2 separate regions of the Mus musculus genome follow, and region 2 is linked to region 1. The links are chromatin contacts, called in public HiChIP or PLAC-seq maps. All regions are on one chromosome and are shown on one strand. Each heading gives the region's core, a stretch centred on a gene start, on an enhancer-like site or on the middle of the called end of the contact. The rest is flanking DNA. Distances are from core to core; before and after follow the strand shown.

Evidence for each region. HiChIP or PLAC-seq counts read pairs in DNA pulled down with a chosen protein or histone mark.
Region 2: an H3K27ac HiChIP or PLAC-seq map of T-cell acute lymphoblastic leukemia shows a contact between it and region 1, with 8 times the contacts expected there. The contact joins two enhancer-like sites. A contact is called at or near these places in 3 of 484 Hi-C or Micro-C datasets (CD4 T cells, bone marrow-derived macrophages and nephron progenitors) and 6 of 115 datasets of contacts at active chromatin or transcription factors (T-cell acute lymphoblastic leukemia, bone marrow-derived dendritic cells, bone marrow-derived macrophages and 2 more).

Annotation. Positions count from the first base shown.
Region 1 is chr8:127,510,153-127,517,044 of GRCm38.p6, forward strand. The region is part of intron 22 of Pard3 (par-3 family cell polarity regulator); the gene reads left to right. Among named protein-coding and RNA genes, the nearest start is that of Gm51558, 39 kb to the left of the region's middle. Within about 2 kb of position 5,114, at least 49 of the 459 cell types and tissues checked have an H3K27ac peak or open chromatin away from gene starts, as enhancers often do. A contact at or near this core is called in T-cell acute lymphoblastic leukemia, where this site is marked.
Region 2 is chr8:128,385,123-128,392,173 of GRCm38.p6, forward strand. The region is part of intron 2 of Nrp1 (neuropilin 1); the gene reads left to right. Among named protein-coding and RNA genes, the nearest start is that of Mir1903, 29 kb to the left of the region's middle. Within about 2 kb of position 2,494, at least 25 of the 459 cell types and tissues checked have an H3K27ac peak or open chromatin away from gene starts, as enhancers often do. A contact at or near this core is called in T-cell acute lymphoblastic leukemia, where this site is marked.

The DNA of each region.
Region 1 (6,892 bases), core at 3,864-6,363:
TTTAAGTATGCTTAGAAGAATCCTTGCCAGTGCCAGCAACAGTCAGGGCTGGGTAGATGGCTCAGTTGGGAAAGCACCTGACCTGAAGGCACAGGGACCTGAGCTTCATCCTCAGAGCCAGTGTAAAGAGCTAGCTGTAGTGACACACACTTGTATTCCCAGCACTCTGGGGTTGGGGGGTAGGGGTACAGAGACAGAAGGATCCCTGAGTCTTGTAGCTCAGCCACTCTAGCTCACTCTGTGAGCCTCAAGTTCAGTGAGAGACCCTGTCTCAAAAAGCAAGGGGCAGGGGTAGAGAGATTAGTAGATGAGAGAGCACTAACAGGACCCAGGTTTGGTTTACAGCACCAACATAGAGTCTCATATCCACCCATAACTCCAGTTCCATGGGGTCTGATGTCCTCTCCCAACTTCTATGAACACCAGGCATGCACACCGTATGCATACATGTGTGCAGAAAATACACTTCTACACATAAAATAAAAAGTCAAAGTTACAAATAGGTGAGGAAGATAACATGTCTGGCCTCGGCACAAAAGAGGACAAGCTAACTAGGATGTGGTGTCTTTTGGAATCATGGCGTTTGCTCTCCTAGCTTCTGTTACCCACACATGGTGGTGCCATCAGAGCTGCACAGAAGTAACTCAGCCCTCCCATCTCATCTGTTTTTAGCCTATAGAAGAGTAAGGATGATTGAAAAGGAAAGTAGCTGCTGCTGGCTGATCCCCTGTCTGTGCTTTTGTCTTTAACACAGTTGATCAATTCAGGGGTGTGATGCATTGTTAGAAAAGGATGCTCCAGGGGTCTGTGACCGGCACACTTCCCAGGCATCTGCAGCCCTTCTCTGCACTCCATGGCTTCATTGAAAGAAGAGTAGCTACCACTGGCTTTCACCAAGAAGAAATAGATGTATGCGATCTGGTTGCCCTGCAGTGTAGACACCTATAGGAGTATCTCCCCATCAATCATAAATACATATTATACTTGTCAAGTGAAAAAAAAAGCAAGTTCCGGTTCTCAAGAAAAGGAGACTGAGGGACTGCTCCATGCATGCTTCCTGGACCCACTGGAATTGTGGAATCTTGGGTTTTCAAGGATGGAGAACATCCATAAAGTGACAGAGATGCAGGCCAGTCATGTTCATTGCCAAGATCTCCTTGGCCTGTGCACATATACTTCATAAACACTTGATATAGCCCAAGTTCAGAGATAGGTTACTAGCCAGTCTATGAATGACCGGGAATAAGGGAGACTAGAGCTGTTCTGCTTTGGGTTGGCCCTTCAGTTAGATCTCTTGGGCTGGTCCTGTGTGGCTCCCAGAGGTGGTCTATTCCCATTCCTGATCCCCACCCCTGGCCTTTGTTGGCTTCCTCCCAGGTGGTCTCATTTAAAGGGGCAGTCCAGGGGCCTGGGTCAGGGCAGGCATAATCATCTCACTCAGCCAGAGAGCCACCTTCTTATAAAAGGCACAAAACACAGGAGCCTGCAAACAAAGCCCAAGTCCTATTTGCACCTCTGGTTACCTGAGGAGTTCTCCTTGGGGAAGGTTGGGGAAGGTTTCATGGTGGGTTCCCCTCTTCAGGTATATAGAGCTTTGTGGGCTAAAAGAAAATTCTGCTCCCTGCTAAGTCAGTTGCCAGCCCCCTGAAACTGTTCAGGTTTGCACAAAGCCCTCCCAGTAAGATGCATTCGAGGTTACGGGATGCCACCTGTGCCTGAGTGGAGAGCCATGCTCATTATTTTGAATATTGTAAGGAGATTTCATAGATGGAATTGATCCTCTGGGCTACTTCCAGAGATGAAAGCTCACAATTTTAACAACATATTTTTTCAAAAGCTTTCACAAGCTCCATATTTTAAAAGTTTAAAAAAAAAAGAAAGAAAGAAGATTAAAACCACACCCACCCACCTCCACATACAAACATATACAAACACACACACAAAGCAGGCTGCCACTCCTGTTGTCTCTGTTGGTCCCCTGTGGCAGAACATTTTAATCAGCTGGCCTTGTGCTGTAAAGATCTCCTTTGATTTACAAGTTGTAGGAGTGGGGCAGCCATCAGTAATCTCTGGGATGCCAGAAAGGACAAACGGAAGGTGAAGTGTGTTAATAATTTACTCTCAATAACCTTAAAAGGTTTATTGTTCACTTTTAACCTTATATCCCCAAAAGCAGGCTGCCACACTGAGCCATGAAAATGTTTCTTTTAATTTGCAAGTCATTTATCTGACTATGCTTCCAGCCATGGAGGCTTCCAGCAGCCACTCTGTTCCCTTGTGGCCACAGGAGGTCCCCTTGCCTCTGGTTGAGAAGATCTTAGGGTAGAAATGGGAGTGTTTTGCTTTCAAATTGTATAACTCATTACAGTGCCAAAGTCTTAATTTAAGCACATTATTACTACTGTAGAGCAAAGCAAGAGGCTCACAGAGGCAGGAAGCAATTCAACGTGACCTTTGATGGAAACAAAATGATTGACTTAGAGGTGATCTATAAGGCTAATGTCAAAGCTAGGGGACAGCTGGAGACAGGCTCAGTGAGAAATTTCAGACTGCAGTCTATGGAGTGCTAACGTCTCCAGAGACCTGCTATGAACAGGGACTGTCTTCAGCTAGTTCCCATTACCAGCCCAATTAAGACAGTCCCTGTTGAGCTTTGTACCTGCAAAAGGGCCTTTGTTTTGTAATGAGGGGTGTGGCAGCTTAGTCCTTCAGTGTAGGAGAGAGCAGCAATGATAGGTTTCTACCGAGTTTTAGTCATCATTTAAAATATGTAACATAATACGTGCATGCAACCACTGCCCCTAGAATTTCCACTTTATTTCTGCTAATGGAGTTAGCTCCCATTCTGTTCCTCTAGAACAGTGGTTCGCAACCATCTTCCTTCTTAATGCTGTGACCCTTTAATACAGTTAGTTCCTCATGTTGTGGTGACTCCCAACCATAAAATAATTTCATTGCTACTTCATAACAAATTTTGCTAATGTTACAAATAGTAATATAAATATCTGATATGCAAGATATCTGATATGTGACCCCCAAAGGTATTGTGACCCACAGATTGAGAACCACTGCTCTAGACATCCATAGTAGGACTTTTCTGCTATATCTTTGCCACAGATGGGCTCTGGGCCCTCTCACCTTCTATAATTAACTTTAGAGAACAAGAGAAGCTGAACTTACCTGGAAATCCAGAGAGAAAGGTAACTAACTGTACTATTATGGTTTTTGTTTTACATGGATAGACCTATCTGCCAAAAAAAAAAAAAAAAAAAAAAAAGGAAACTAAAAATGTATAAACCTGTAATGGATTTTGACTTTTGTTTGTGTTGTATTGTTTCATTTTTGAGACAGGATCTCATGTAGCTCAGGCTATCCCTAAATTCCCAATATAGCTAAGCATGATACCTGTGGTGCTGGAGATAAAACTTAGGGCTTTGTGTATACTGGGTGACGACTCTACCCACCAAACCAGTGCCCCAGACACTGGGTTTTTATTTTTAACAGAAGCATTTAAGATAGGCTTTCAGCTAGGTTGGGTGGCTCACACTGTAAACCTAGCACTTGGGAGGCTTGAGACTTAGAAGTAACCCTGGGCATTATAAAGAGAAAGGAGACACTGTCTCCCAACAAACCTAATAACGGTGATCGTGTGGGCTCTTGGGAATGCTATGGTACCTTTAACCAATTCCCCAAATCCTCTGGTAACTTGAAGCATACTCAGTGTTGACTGGTAGACTCGGCAGATCCAAGGCACAGTGACACTTGGACAATGGATATGAGCTGTGCCCCAGCATGCACAGTTTTGCTCCCACCTCTTTTGAATTCTACACACCTGTCATCAGCTCCATTAATAGGCAACAGGGCATTCTTTTTGTATCAATTTGAGAAGGCACCTGTTTTCACAAACATCATTTACCATTCGTGGGCATCTTTTTAAACCCAGAGTTACTGTTTGCTACAGAATTGTTACCTCAATTACAGACTGATACTGTGATCTAGACAGTGTACAGCCTGGACAGCTGCATGAAGAGATTCTTAAAGGAACCAGAATGAAATTCCAGTTATGTTACTCTCTACCTAGTCCAGCAGCCTGTGAACACTGTGAGCTTATTGCTTACCTGGCACCAGGTGAATCAGGTCCAAGTGCTCCTCACCTCCCTGTTAACCAGGGCGTGTTTGTGCTCTGCATGTTCACTTGTGAATGGAGAGTTTCAGTGCTCCATGAGGTCACCATTTACCATAACGGATGATACAGAAGGGGCCGGGTGAGGGTGGCCATCGGCCTTCACCATCAGCAGTGTGGTCCTCTGGTCCTCCCTCTTCCTGAGGGTTGGTTAATATGGGTTCCTCATGAGGTTTATTGTTTTCCCTTCTGTTCCTCCCTTCATCCATCTAACAACAAGAACACAGTACTATGTGCCAACCCTCCTATAAAGAATAGCAACTCAAGTAAGTCATATCTGTTCTATAGAGCTTTCCAGAATAGTATAGTGCATGGGAGGTTGATTCTATGTGGTGTCTTTCCTGCTCTTGGTTCTCCAGGTAAACCTTCAGGGCAACATCATGGGGGAAGAAAAGTCCAGGTTTGACATATGAAGTTGCTTCAAACCTGGCTCTGAGGTCATTTCTTCAATCCCCACCTAACCCTCTCAGTACTGCACTCTACCCTTAAAGCTCTCAGCAAGCTCTGAAGCCATATTGTTAATTTCTTGATGGCTCTCCACCTGCCCTTTTGCAGCTGTGGATGCCATGAGGCAGTATAGGGTTTATCTTCAACACAGCAGTTGATCTGGTGCTTGGAATAAAGCCTGATCTCAGACAGAAATTCAGTGAATGTCTCATATCTGAACCCAAACATGGCTGCCCCTGTGACCACACTAATGTGGGACTAACCACAAACCCGCCCCTCCCCCCTCAAGGCTTGTGGTCTTTAGGACTCCCTAGTGTAAACTTTTCTTTTGTGTCATTTTAAATTGCATCCATCAGCTTGTCACCTTCATGCCAGTCTTCCCTAGCCTTAACACAGGCTTCGGGCATGGCCTCAGTGTTCCCCTTCCCACAGTGCTTTGCACACAGTGAGGTCACACAGTCAGGAACACCTGCTAGAATCCTGTGAAGGCTGCAGTGCTGGGGAGTCAGCCTTTTCACAGACTTGGGGAAGTTCTGAGGCTTGCACAAGAGGGTGTGTGTGTTCACAAGTGTGGGAAGTGAGGACACGAACCCTTCATTTGCCAATAATAGAAGCATAGTTTGTCCTGGTGCTGCTAACATTAGTGCCCAGGTGACAGAGACAACGCGAACCATCCTGCATGTGCTAATAAGGAGTTCAGGACAGACTCTGACAGAACAGGCTTGCTCTAACCCATGATTGATAGTGTCTTGGGGGAAAGCCAGACGTGATGGATGCCAGTCATAATCTTCTGAGCCAGCCCACTATTTCTAGCTCCCCACAAGTCTGAAGAAGCATGACTGAACTTCATACTTCATGATCTGAGACTTCGTGACCTGGAAAGGCATTTGTCCAGTGCAGTGAAAGAAGAGAGAAAAACTCATGTTAAATGAAGAGCCCTTCCTTTTCAGAAAGATGTCATGGGATGGGAAGGGAAATAAGTTTAAAAACTCAGGTAATTCTGAACCTTGGAATGTACCCAAGCAATTTCCCATGAAGGGTCAAAGGTCAGGAAGGAGGCAAGGGAGGCGATTAAGTTCAAAATATATTATGTGAAATACTCAAAGAATCAGAAAAACTGTATGTGTGTGTGTATATATATACACACACACACACACACACACACATTTATCCATTTATTCATTCATTTATTTATATGAATAGGGGAGTCACAGGTTTAGTTTTACACACAGGGGAAGTCAAACATGCCCAGTGTATATCACTGCCATTTCAAAGACATTTGAGATCTCCGTTCTCTGAGTAAACATCCAAGAGCCTAGAGGATAAACTTCTGAAGGCTAAACCTACCAAACCATTTCCTGCCAGAAGGCACTAAGAGCAGACTGCAGACTCTGGGCCCCAAGATGAGATAGGCTGAATTAGATTAGGCAGCTTACTGTTGACATGTCTATTGATCTGGGCTCCACACAGTTTCCTGTCTCTACCAGCAGTGGGGATGGCTGTGGACAATAATGCAGAGACCTAGTTTATGTGAGGCTGGTGACTCCAAGCATCAGTCACTGTGGGAAGGCAGTGGTACTGGGAGATAAGGGTAAGCTGCTTGCAGTGTTTAGGAGCACTGATGTCCCAGCTGCATGCGTACATCTGAAAAGTTCCCTGTAAATTTCATAGTGTTCTACCCATAGAGTTTCCAGTGTTGCAGTGTTCCAGTGTTTTCCAGTGTTCCAGTGTTTCCAGTTTTCCAGTGTTTCCAGTGTTGCAGGGAGATTTGTTGTTAGGGTGGGGAAGCCCACTTACTCAGATTACTTTGTGCTTTTTAGATACTTACAAGTGTGAAATGGGATGCTGGACCTAAGAATGAGGAACCTTCCTGATGCCAGTGTTGACGAAAGAACAGGGCTCAAGACTCTTGACTTAGATACTTTGTAATCTTTTCTTCTCTGAGACCACCAGGTAGATAATGAGCCCATGGGTTGTGCCTTTAATATCCACTTACTGGTGTTGGTCATACGATCATAAAATGTTATACTTTAAAAAGTATGCTGAATGCAGAAATATAAATAGAAATTATAATTGTTTTGTGGCTTTTGATACAAATATGGTTTAGAGCTTTTTTTAACGATAGAGGAAGGTGGTGACTTATTTTATGTATATTTTAAGGCATCAATAATTTAATACAGATTTTGCATCTAAGGTTTTTATTAGCACATTTAGCGATATATAATAACGGATTTCATTAAGACTTTTTTCTACAGGCATATA
Region 2 (7,051 bases), core at 1,244-3,743, 870 kb after region 1:
AGGAAAAAGAGTCTCGTAATGTAGAGAAAACAAAAGCTGCTCCTTTTAGTTTCTCATCTCCATGACAATATTGCCGACTGCCATACAGAAAGCCCCCTTTTGTGTATTACACAATACCAAGGCAGACACTGGAGCTGCACACTGCCTAGTTTGTTGTTCACAACAGTGTCACAGCCAACAAGGGAGGCAGTACTCGTTAACATATTTTACAGCCCAAGATGGTAACTGCTCCAAGTGAAGCATAAAGTACTTGTCTTCTAAGCTGGTACCCAGTATGAGCCTTTTTACATTTCTTTCCTTCTCATAGACTGTGACCCTCTGACCTAGAGCTGCTGGACCTGAAGCTCTCCCATTTTGTCTTCCAATTTAGAAAAAGCATAAAAGGCTTTGATGGCTTCCTCCATTCACTCTTGATAGGTGAACCATCAAAAAATAAATGCAAAATAGGGGATAGGGATTATCTCAGTTAGTAGAGTGCTCATGGAGTATGTAGGAAGCCCTGGGTTCCATTCTCAGGACCACATAAACCAAGTGTGGTGGCACATACCTGAAATCTCTTAGCTACATAGCAAACTCAAGTGTGGCCTGAGATACTGGAGACTCTGTCATTTTTTTTTAATTAGGTATTTTCTTCATTTACATTTCCAGTGCTATCCCAAAAATCCCCCATGCCTCCCCCCACTCTCCTACCCACCCACTCCCACTTCTTGGCCCTGGCATTCCCCTGTACTGAGGCATATAAAGTTGGCACGACCAATGGGCCTCTCTTTCCACTGATGGCCGACTAGGCCATCTTCTGATACATATGCAGCTAGAGACACGAGCTCTGGGGAGTACTGGTTAGTTCATATTGTTGTTCCACCTATAGGGTTGCAGATCCCTTTAGCTCCTTGGGTACTTTCTCTAGCTCCTCCATTGGGGCCTTGTGATCCATCCAATAGCTGACTGTGAGCATCCACTTCTGTGCTTGCTAGGCCCCGGCATAGCCTCACAGGAGACAGTTATATCAGGGTCCTTTCAGCAAAATCTTGCTAGTGTATGCAATGGTGTCAGCATTTGGAGGCTGATTATGGGATAGATCCCTGGATATGGTAGTCTCTAGATGGTCCATCCTTTCGTCTCAGCTCTTTCCATGGGTGTTTTGTTCCCAATTCTAAGAAGGGGCAAAGTGTTCACACTTTGGTCTTCGTTCTTCTTGAGTTTCATGTGTTTAGCAAATTGTATCTTATATCTTGGGTATCCTAAGTTTCTGGGCTAATATCCACTTATCAGTGAGTACATATCATGTGAGTTCTTTTGTGATTGGGTTACCTCACTCAGGATGATGCCCTCCAGGTCCATCCATTTGCCTAGGAATTTCATAAATTCATTCTTTTTAATAGCTGAGTAGTACTCCATTGTGTAAATGTACCACATTTTCTGTATCCATTCCTCTGTTGAGGGACATCTGGGTTCTTTCCAGCTTCTGGCTATTATAAATAAGACTGCTATGAACGTAGTGGAGCATGTGTCCTTCTTACCGATGTCTTAAAAATTAAAAATATATATATATTTTTTTTTCCTGAATGAAAGAGATTCTAATGAAACCACAGATGAAAAGGTTAGATGCCTTAGACAAAGATGTCATCCAACTTTGGAAACATTAGCTGCAACTATAACACAGCCAAACTGAAAACACACATAAATCAGTCCTTTTTATGGATGAGTGTCTCTGACTTATACCCAAAAGATGCTCCAGTGCATACCAAGTACGTATGCTCCACTATGTTCATAGCACTAGGATTTTCATGAATGAATTGAACCCCTTTCCTAAAAACAGAGTGCTTGCTCACTCTGAGGGCATAGGTGGTCTTTAGCTCCAAACCTGTGATACTTAGGTTGCTAGATCACTCCTTGCATCTCTGGGGTTCCCTCTCAAGCTGAACTGAAATCTGATCCATTTGCCTCCTGTAACTGTAGCTGTGAATCCCCTGCTTCCTCAGCCTAAGCCACTACTGGGAGACCTTTGTTTCTCTAGGATCCACCTCTTTAATGTAACCAACACTTCACCCATTCCTCCTATAGCCTGTCTTCAGGCGTTGTCCTCCCTGGCAAGGCCTGGCCTCTCTGTCATGTATCCCTGTGAGCATTCCCTCTAGTGAATCTAAATTGGAAGGCTTTCATGGCAGGCAATGGGAAGTCCTTATCCTACAGCCATCTGAGGACCAAGAAGAAACCTCAATCTCAGAGGAAACCTTTCCTGTTTACAGACTCAGGGGAGTGGGGGAGGCTTTGAAAACTTGGCCCAAGGCAGGTCAGGAGCCTCAGCTCTTATGCCAAGAGTCCAAACAGGAAGAGCCCAGGAAGGAGTCTGCCTATCACAGGAACTGAGAGGGCAGGAAGGAGCAGGTTAGAAGGACTTGATTAAAAGTCTAATCGTAAGTCTTGTGCTGGGTGGAGAGAGGATAACAACATTAAAATGTGAAGTTTTTATATGGGTTTGCTGTCAGAAGTCACTAGGCCACTTCTTCATCAGCAGACTTCCTGTGTCACCACATTGCCACTTAGATTCAGATATTCTTTCTGTATGGAAACTTTCTGCTGTGTCTATTGGAGGGGGACAAAGACACACACACACACACACACACACACACACACACACACACACAAAAGCTTGATGAAACCCTGCTACTCTTTGTAGATTTTATTTCTGAGTGCCAGAGATTATACCCAGGGTATCATGCACGCTCCACACTTGCCCGCCACCAACCAACACCCCCACCCATCCAAACTACATGACCTGTGGTTGAGCTGCCCCTACCAGCTCTCTATCCACACTGCAGAGTGAGTATTGACTGTGTTTCAGTATAGAAATTAGAGTGATTACTCTGTCATCACAGTAACAGGCCAACTAGAGAAGACACTGACATTACCAGCTGGCTCGGTGTAGAAGAAATCATGTTTGAGCAGAGATCCCCATCTGTCTTCCAGACCCCAGACTCTGCTTAGCAGGTGACACTCTGTGACCCCACCCCTGCAGGTGATAATTAAAGACTGTTTACATGTTGCTCATACATGGCATTTGGGAGGTTGTAATTTTTAGTCTCTGTCATCAATTCATTCATGAAAATCCTACTCCATAGGTCCTCTCATTCCACATAACCTCCCAAATATCAGGCTAAGGGGAAATCTGGGCTGGAATGTTATGGGAGAGCAGCAAAACAAAAGGCTTTCAGGCCACGCAAAATCATATTCCCTAGACACACAGCCCTGAGACTGTTGCTTATTCCTAACACACAACCCTGAAAACGCTGTCACCAGCACAAGTGCAGTTCAGGTGAGAACTGGTGTGAACTCAGTGTGAATAATGCTACCTTTCTGTTCCTTCCTGTGAAAATGACTTCTGGCTCTAGGCTTTGATCTGCTCACAGGGAGGAGAGAATGGGCAGTCACCTAGTGAAAAGGAGTACTCAACCTGTTCACACACTCAAGAGCAAGTGGCAGCATCCTCCTGTTAGATATGTCTGTCAGTTTTCCCAAAGTGTAGTAAATACCTGAGACAATCAATATATGGAGAGGATATGTTTATTTTGGCTCAGTTTTGGACAACAGTTACTTGGCCTTATTTCTCTAGGCCTGAAGTAAGGAGAAATATACAGAAACAAATTGTTCACCTGTGATAAGACATTAAAAAAGGGGACTGAGGTCATTCTAGTCCCTTGTGAAACGCACTGCAGTGGCCTAGAGATCTCCTACTTGGCCCAAACTGTTAGATTCCATAGCACCAAGATGGGGACCAAGCCTTTATCACAGGCACCTGTAAGGGACAGTCCTGAACCAAACTCTAAAAGGAGGGAAGTTTCTCTTTAATAGACATGGTGAGCGTTTTATAATTCAGAGTATGAACAGGGACAAACAGATGTGCTACTGATATTCCAACGAGTCTACAGCTACTTATATGTATATTTTTGATTCTCACCTCTGAAAATCAGTTCTCCACAGAAATTTTGTAAACCCATATAGAATATGATGGTGCGTATTTGTGATCTCAACACTTAGGAAGTGGAGACAGGAAGGTCTCTGAGGCTGGTTGGTCTTACTCTGAGGCTGGTATAGTCAGCTCAGGTAGAGACCTTGTCTCAAAAAACAGGATGGGTGTTTCCTGAAAAATGACACTTATACTTACATGCACATGCAAGTGTGTCTGAACACACCAGATGGGGAAGGAAGAGGGAGGGGGAGGGAGAACAGGAGGAAGAGGGACGGAGGGAGAAGAGGGGAATAGATAAAACAGTCTTGGTCATTGCGCATGGAAACCTTGGGATGGATCTTGGGCAAGGATTAGAGACATTTCTGGTGAACAGAAGGGACTAAGGAACCTGCAGCAGTCTGTCCCACAGTAAGTGTGCTGTATCTATCGTTCTGGACTGATAGTCCTGCTTAGGAGGACTGGGGCTGTGGAAGGAGGGGTGACTCTTCGGTGCAGGTTGTCACTACTGTGAGGAGAAGGTAATGCAGGTTCAGTTGAAGTATGGTATGGTTTTCAGAGCCCAAACCATGAGTTGCTCATGCTGAGACTGTGGGACATGGAACACCCCAAAGCCCTTTTGCTTTCAAGGTGGTGCTAAATATAGTACCTGGCTTTTGAGGTGACTGGAATATAAAATGAGATTATTCAGGGGCTGAAGAGAAATCTCAGTGGTTAGTAGCACTGGCTGCTCTGCAAGAAGACCCATTTTCAATATCTAGCTACCCACACGGTAGCTCACAAGATCTGTTACTCCAGTCTTAGGAGATCTGACACTGTCTTCTGGCACCAGGCATGCACATGGAACACAGCTATACATGCAGCAAAACACCCATACACATAAAAAATAAAAATAAATCATAAATAAAAAATTTAAAACATGAGATCATTCAGCAAGAGTGCCTAGAGAAATTCCCAGCACAAGGGACTGTTCAATGAGTAGCAGACGTCAATAACAGTGATGGTAATAGCTGTGGCAGAGGGTGGTTTTGTTTAGTTTAAAGAATAGGGAACTTAGATTCTAGATATATTCCAACTCATACCTAGGATAATGTAGGAGCTGTGTCTATATGGAGTCTACAGTGTGCCTAGTGGACTGTGAATAAATATAAGCCTTAATCCTCAAAAGTTTGTTGCAAGACAGAAGCACAGGGAGATGTTGGTAGCTCAGGCATTATATACTGTCAGTGGGCCTTTCAGTTTCAAGCTGAAAATTCATGAAGCATTTCTCAGGTTCCAGAGTGGGTTGTGAGGAATGGGCCTAAGACAATATGGGGGCTGGGAGCCAGCTGTGTACATCCATTCTTTACATCCCTGAAGCCCATGTTGCCCGGGTGATAGATAAGTCCCAGTGAAGCAGAGACTATAAGGCCATTGTACAAGGAGTCCCCACTCATCTAGGGGAGAAATAAATTTAATGTGTGTTCCATATGCTGCTAGTGAGATAAGATGATGTTGTCTTAGAAGTAACCTTTCACCAACTGAAAAAGTGTCCTGAGAATCTCAAGGTCTTCAAATAATATGGGTGTGTGTTGTTGGGATTAAATTGGGCACAAGGGCAGGAGATCTGGCAAATAATTTCACTGAAAATAGTTGATTTGTATGATCAACAGAAAACATGGCACCAGTTTCCTAAGAGAAAAGCTCCAAGAAACATTTTTTTAAGAACAAAAAAAGAATCTGATTTCCTAGGGGTATGAGGACATATCCCAGCTGATTGCAATACCCCAGTAATCACCAAGGGGACAGGTACCTAGGGCTATGAGGACATATCCCAGATGACTACAATACTCCAGCAATCACAAAGATTAGGACACCTAAGGCCATGGAGAAATACCTAGTACAAGATCTCAGCAAATCACCAGGGTATGGTCAGCAAATCTCCACCCTCAAACTCCATGGCTTGAAGGAAGAGTCATTTTCTTAGAACACCTGACAAAAGAGGCAGGAAGTAAAATTCACAAAGTCCCAAGTAATGTTGCAGAATCATCCCTGTCTGCATATGTATTGACTACTTTCTGCTGCTGTGATAAAACATTGTGACCAAGACAATGTATGGAACAGTCTATTTTGGCTCATGACTCCAGAGGAAGAGTCCATAAAGAGAGTTGAGGGAGTTGGCCGAATGTAGCTATAACAGGAAGCTGAGAGATCATATCTTCAACCTGAAACACCAAGCAGAGAGAGAAAACAGAATGTGGGGTGAAGTAGTGAACTGTCAAAGCCCAACCTCAGTGGTGTGCTTCCTCCGGCAAGGTTGCACTACCTTGAAAAACAACACCATCGACTGGAAACCAAGTGTTCAAATACTGGAGCCAGTGGGAGACAGAGTTCATTCAAGCCACCACAATGTCCTACAAAAACAAGAGACTCACAGCTTGTGGGTTGTAGAAACCAGGATCAAGTGAGGCACTTCCCCTCTGTATGCTGCTGTGCCTAGTCAGGCCACAGTCTTACTAAACTTGTCACAAATTACATGGCACCAGGAAAAAAGATCTGTGTGTAGAGTATGCGAAGTGCTGAGTGAAAAGAACCTTTTCTTTGTTTAAATTGCATGCTGCTGATCTTACTGGGGTGTGGTGTCCTAGTGCCTTCTGGGAACTCTATAACTCTGGCCAAATGCCCCTCTGTGCAAAGCCTTGCATGGTATGTGGGTATCAGCTATCTGTCCCTTAAGGTGAGAAAGCCTACTGTGCCATGTCCCAACAGTTCTAGCTTGGAAGGATAGGTCCTTCCAAGTGCCTCCTGTGAATCCAGAAGTCCTATGATGCAAACAGACATCATACCATCTTTATGACAAAGTACTGCCCATTCTGGATGGTTCCAGACTGAACTGGGTGGGAGGAGCAGGATAACAATAAAAGAGGCCCTTTCATAACTCTATTTAAACTAGCTGAAAAGGAAGGAGACAAAGGTGCCTGAGCAATTAAATCTATTGCTAGGCCTGAAGGTCAGGATGCCTTTCAGCTTCCAGCATCATGTAGTTCTTTCTGCCTAATGCTAGTCCCCTCCTCAGTGGGATAGCTAAGGACCCAGCAGGAACAA